2 separate regions of the Mus musculus genome follow, and region 2 is linked to region 1. A link is a contact called in public HiChIP or PLAC-seq data. All regions are on one chromosome and are shown on one strand. The core of a region is the stretch at or near the end of the contact, and the rest is flanking DNA. Distances in the headings are between cores, read along the strand shown. Region 1 has its middle 11 kb from the start of Gm31195. Region 2 has its middle 200 kb from the start of Eya1.

What was found. HiChIP or PLAC-seq counts read pairs in DNA pulled down with a chosen protein or histone mark.
Region 2: a contact with region 1 is called in an H3K4me3 HiChIP or PLAC-seq map of craniofacial prominence, with 4 times the contacts expected there. The contact joins two enhancer-like sites. A contact is called at or near these places in 5 of 115 datasets of contacts at active chromatin or transcription factors (craniofacial prominence, embryonic hindbrain, embryonic midbrain and 2 more) and 1 of 9 other capture datasets (embryonic stem cells).

What each region holds. Positions count from the first base shown.
Region 1 is chr1:13,834,275-13,837,250 of GRCm38.p6, forward strand. No RefSeq gene overlaps it. Among named protein-coding and RNA genes, the nearest start is that of Gm31195, 11 kb to the right of the region's middle. Within about 2 kb of position 1,382, at least 8 of the 459 cell types and tissues checked have an H3K27ac peak or open chromatin away from gene starts, as enhancers often do. A contact at or near this core is called in craniofacial prominence, where this site is marked.
Region 2 is chr1:14,504,952-14,508,115 of GRCm38.p6, forward strand. No RefSeq gene overlaps it. Among named protein-coding and RNA genes, the nearest start is that of Eya1, 200 kb to the left of the region's middle. Within about 2 kb of position 1,725, at least 96 of the 459 cell types and tissues checked have an H3K27ac peak or open chromatin away from gene starts, as enhancers often do. A contact at or near this core is called in craniofacial prominence, where this site is marked.

The DNA.
Region 1 (2,976 bases), core at 132-2,631:
AAACAAAATCCAACCAAATAAAAAGCAGTAGGTAGAGATATCATGCAAACAATAGCTAAGCTGGGGAGTTCACTTCCTATCCTCTGGGGTTCCTCTACCTGATGCATGTCCTAGACTCAGCCACAAAACACAAGTTCCATCCATGGCTCTCCAAACCCACAGGTCCACAGAGCTTACCTAGTCTTCGGGGCAGAGGCCATGGGATAAGATTTTTAAAGGGGCATTCAGATTCATTTGTTCTTTTGTATGTGTAGTATATACGGTCTATTGACCTCCACAGGGTTATCAACCCAGATATCTCAGATGGTGGGTCCCTGCTGATGAGGCCATTGATTCCCGGGTATCTTAGGGATAATTACCTGTTATGGTAATTATGGTGGTGACATTTTCCTGACAGGAAAAAGATAAGACATTCATTCACTCTCTTTTCCTAGAGATTATGAGGGTAGTATTATTGTGAATGAAGGGGCTCTGATAAACACATTTAAAACAACAAAACAACAGCAACCAGCAGCCAACTAATTTCCTGCACAAGTAAAGTTTCTTTATGCAACGGAGACATCACATACACAGACACATCGTATGCAGTTCCTGAAACCCCCGACAAGATGTTCACAGGGACAGAGGGAGCTCTCAGCTCTTGCCTTGTGTGGCACCTGACAACCAGTAGTGAAAAATGAGCAATTATTAGCATTTGTCAACCCTCAGGTTCTATGGTAGGAAAGAGGAAGCGGCAGCAATCACACTCAATTTGCATCTCTCCTGATGTCAGTCTTTGTGAGAACTGACGGAACATCAGAAGAAAATGGAAAAGGCTTACAGATGTGCAGCGAGCTATGACAGCAAGACTGCCAACATGGCGCACGGATCGACTAGTGATTAAGATATCAAGAGTGATCCCCACAGCTTGCTGACAGCTGGTTCAATTGTTTGCACCTGTTTCCCCCCATTACACATGTGTCTGGAATGGATTACTCTGGCCTGTGCCAGACACATTTCACCTTCCCTCACAGAGTCATGGTCCAGCAGCCTCACAGCAGGGACCAGACAGCTCTTAGAATCACGTAAGCAAGATAGTGTATTTTGAAGATGGTTCTATGTATCAGAGCCTACAAGCTATAGTTTTAAGTGTTAACGGCAGTGTGTGAATGCTGCTTGCTTCTCTCATGAGTCAGGGTGGAGTGTGAGGCCTCCCAGTCTTGCTTAGGCCTTGCATAGTCTGTTATCACAGCACGGCATCCTTCCAGGCATTTTGAATCAGGATAGGACACATTAAAAATTAATTGAGATTAAACCATGGCCCCAACCTCCCTGAACTGGAGTGTTTACCATAATGGCCCTGTCACATCAGAGGCAAGTCTGCTATGCAGCTGACGTAGCTTCAGATTCCAACTTTGTGGTATAGAGCCCTCCCAGGTTCTGAGAGCTGCATTGCTCAAGGGGTTTCCAAACAGAACCTGCTGTCTCCTGCTTGTCTCCTGTCCTTTCAAGTCTGTGTTTGGTTTGTTTGTAGTCTGGCTCTCCAGAAAACAGAAAGCACGGGATATTTGCTAAGTTCTATGACTGATTTTCTCTGTTGATTCTAAACTGCCAGTGGGGTAAGAACTGGTTCACAAACGTCCTAAGTATATAACACTGGCTCTTGAAAGCTGGTATAAGCTGGCTCTAGCATATCCCAGATTCTCCCATAAGAGTTCATGAACTGGCCTCTTTGTTTTGGCTTCATTTATAATTATTAATCATATAATTGTAACTATAGTTCAGACTTTCATTTTCTCATCTTCACCCATCCCCATGACTACCCTGAACACTTTGCCTGTCTTCCTGCCTGGTAGAGCACAGTATAATCAGAGCACCAGCAGATTTGCTTCCAGAAATGCACATTTACTGCGCGTGAGCCTCTCTCTGGCTCTAACGCTCCGCTGGCTTCTAATCCCTCCAGGAGTAAAGTATCCATCCCTGAACTTACTCTCTGGCTCCTTCACATTTTGGAGCTCACCTCCCTCTGGCCTCATCTCCTCCATAACACAAAGGCCTCCCGATGGACTTGGCACTGTTCAAATACACAGAAGGCAGGCACCCCTCTCCTGCTGGGCCTCTCCATCCCCTGCTCCACACGGGAAGTTCATACATCTGTCTAAACACTGTTCCGCTTTGTAGACTTTAGAAAGGCTTTCTGCATTATGTTGTTCCAAGGGTATTTTCTGGAGAGTCTGAATCCATAAAAGTTTACTTAAAGGCGAGAGAAGAGCAGAACAAAACATCTCCAGATACAGCAGTGCATCTTCATAATGCACCAATACCCTGGTCAGAGGATTGCTCTGTGTGAGACTGCTTCATGGCTACACTAACTCACTATGGCAGGTTTATGAGATCCAAGCTTGACTGTGTGCACTACTAAGCTGAGAGTATAAAAATTTAGCTATAGGTTTTCAGCCCTGATCAGCCTTAGGAGGCCATCTTGTTAAAATGTTCTTGCATGGCCGCACTGATAAACTGTATCCCATTATTATATTGAAAAAATGTAATGTGAAAACAGAATGGGAAATTATTTTTTTCATTTCCATTTTTACACTCATCTAATTTTGTGTCTGGACTTTCTCAATATTGGGGAGCCTTTTTCTTTTCTAATACCTTGACCCTTTCTTCTCCCTCTTATCATTCGCCTCAATTCTCTTTGTATTTTCATTTATTTAATCATGATTCTCCTCTGATTTTTCATTTCCCTGCATCTTTTCTTTAGCTAAGCAGCTTTATCTCATATAGATGACATGCTGTATGGAGATTAAAAGCTTAGAGTAAACATGATCTCCGAGAAGATACAAACAAGCAAACAAATTCCTTCTTGGCCTTTCAGAGGAAAGTCAATAACGCAGAGAAAAATTCGAAAGAGAAGATCAGATCAGGACTAGGGATTCAAATGTCAGCAACAATTCAAGAAGGAAACTGAGATTTTTTTTTAAGAGAAAATGTTGA
Region 2 (3,164 bases), core at 475-2,974, 670 kb after region 1:
TATATATTGTTTTAGCTCTTTCCAGCCCCGCTTGTCTGATAAAAGTGGAAACTAGATGACAGTGGTTTCAACACACGGTGTTAAACGTAGCAGCAGCAGCACACTGGAAATGTTTGTGGGATACTTCGGAGGCATCTCAAAGAGAGATGCTGTTGGCAAGGCTGTTCCGATGCGGGAGATAGTTCCCCCAAAGAGATATGAACAGCGCCTTTGTCTAAACTCAAGATTAAAAGATGTGTCTACTTCCTCAAACAGGATATTCGAATTTCATTCATTAATAGTGACTCTCTTCTCTTAAGAAGTAGAGAAAATGAAGATTTTTGGTAGCTTTTTCGTCTTTAAAAACAGGTAGGCGGGGGAGTGGCTTACTTCTGGAAGCTGTGTTGTTTCACTAATTTAATTTTTTAACGAAAGGACATATTTTTGTGAGTCAAAAAGACAAATATTGTCAACAAAGCTGCATTCTTCGATAAGCTAAAATCAAACACACTCCATTGCAAATCTGTGAGACTACTACCCTTTCTATCACACTGAGGGCTTAGGAAAAAAGAAAAAAAATGATTTCCCAACAAAAACAGAGTTTTGTTTTTCTTCTCTGGCATGGCTTCAATTAAGCAAAACATGTCGGCAAAACTGCAGTAAAAACCCTAGGCGATGTAAATACCCAAAGAAATTCAAGGTTGATTATATTTGGGGGTCACTAAAATTTCATTACTATGTATCACTGAAGTAGAGAAGTCAGAGGCCTCAAAGCAGATGAGACCGACCCCCTCACTGTGTGTGTGTGTGTGTGTGTGTGTGTGTGTGTGACAGAGAGAGAGAGAGAGAGAGAGAGAGAGAGAGAGAGAGAGAGAGAGAGATTTCTTCCAGTTAGGAAAAGCAAAACACATGAAATGTAAATGCAAGAGGCATATCTTGGTTTCATTTTTCTAGGGCCAAGTATGTATTTTGGAGATTTTGAAGGCCAGTTGCCAGTTCTTGGATGTATGGGAATAAAACACTCGCACAAATGCCAAATGCTTGCGGTTTATGCAAACAACAGAAAATCCCGGGTTTTGCATTTAGGTAGATAAATGGAGAGATAAAATGACAGAAATCAGTTACAGTTTGTTGTGGATTTATCTCCGCGATAGGATTTTCCCTACGTTTCCAAAACATGTTCATTTACAAACACTTGCTAATAGTCTAAGCACCTGGGACCAGCCATTTCCTTACTTCGCGAGTGTGAAGTTCTTGGGGAGCGGTAACCTAAGAGATGCTGGAAAAGCAATTCCTTGCAGCTAGACCTAAAGACCTAAAGAAGCAGTAAGGTTTCTGGATTTTGCGGGGATGTTTTATGAGAAGAAAAGAGCTGAAGGGACCTGCAGGGCGCCTGAGATGCCACGCCTTGTAGAGTTTTGAATAACACCTTTTCCTCGATTGCTAGGCGGGAAAAGGAGGGGACTCTTAGGTGGAAGAAATGAGGGCGATTTGGGTGCTTCATCTGGTCCAGTGAAGAAGGCAAATCAGGAAACCCTTATGACTCTGGCCCATCCTTTATGGAACTGGTCGGCAGTGAGCACTGCACACTGAGCAGCTAGCTGCCTGCTGCGCGGGTCACAGCCGCCTCAGTGGCCCTCCTGCTCGCCCTCTGTACTCTCGAGCTTCCGAGACCCGGACACCAGCCCGCTCCCGGCGGCGTCTATTACGAGCAGCTGCTTCTGCTTAGCCCAGCGAGGATCAGTTGGCCCCAGCCCACCGCCTCTCCTCGGCTTCGGCTCCTCCCTCCCCTCTCTACCTTCCCCGCCTCTACCCCGTGCACCGCGGTGGCTGCCGCAGGTCAACGCGGTGTCGCAGCCACCCGCCTGGGTTCACAGACCCTGGATGGGGTGCGGGGCGGGGCGGGGCGGGAGATAGGGGCGGGGGCAAGGGGAGGGAGAGGGAATCGGGAGACTACAGATGGGCGCTACCCAGGAGGATCCCGAGGCCTCAGGAAAAAGGGCAGTTGGGAGCAGACGCCTGAAGAGGCCCGGGACATCGGACTCTGCAAGTCACCTGCGGCGCCCGGGAGCGTGGGCTCCGGAGAAAGGCCCGTGGTGTGCAGGTGTGGGGAAGTTTCCCCGCAAGTGCGAGGCACGTCGAGGCGCTCCACGACCATCTAGGGCACTGTCGTCTAGAGGTCCTCTCCTTGGTCCAGTAACCCCGCTGGCAGCCGTCGCTAGAGACTTAGAAGGAAACAGTAGCTGCGGGTCCCAAAGGTTCGGATGGGAGTTAGGCAGGAAGTCAAATCTGCAGCTACTGGCGGTGTGGGCAGAGGAGTGGGCTCTGGGGTTGTCCCAGCAGAAGCTGACAAAAGTCCTCTCTCTTAGTGCTGGAGAGAGTGAGTACTTGAGTCTCCGGAGTCTCTGGAGAGTGCTTTACTCAGGGTGTCCACAGACCTGGCTCCCTTGCTAGGTGCAAAGACTTGGTTTGAAACCTAAGATGCACTATGATGATGAGGAGCTCTTTCAGACAGCAGTAGAGTCTGGTGGTAGGCATGAGGTTAAGATAAGCTCGCACAGTTTTGTTTTGCCTTCTGTCGTGAAGAGTCATAGCATCTGGCCTGTCCAGACGTGACCAAAGCGCCTGTCCGACCCTGAGCTGAGCACTGGGTGCTCCTAGCAACAAAGGCAAAGGGGATGTCAAATCCCAGAGAAAAGGGAACCGGGCTATGTAGGCATCAGGGTCATCTGGCCACGTTAAGGTTTTTATGTCTTTTGTATACAATAATTTCTGGCGCAGTGAGAGCCACCAGGAAACTGTTTAAAGAGAAAACAGCCAGCCAGGCAGTCCCAAACTCAGAATTTTACGTACAATTTTGCAGTTGTAAGCCTGAGGGCATTTTAGTGTCAGAGTCCAATGACGTTAAAACCTTTCTTCCCTGAACTCACTGGCTTAGGTCTTTATTCTGCAGTTGTGGTCCATATCATTTTTTTTTAATTGTCAAAAATGGGCAGAGAATCACAGTGAATGGAGTCCTCCATGCTCCTTTGCTGTTATGTTCTTGTTTTTAGTTTTTACTGTCGTCGTCGTCATCATCATCATCATCGTCAGGCTGCCTTACCTTAAGCCTTCTCGACAGGAGTGAAGCCATTCAAGGCCCACAGCAGGAAGCTTCTCCTACTCCCACTCCCATCTCTGTATCT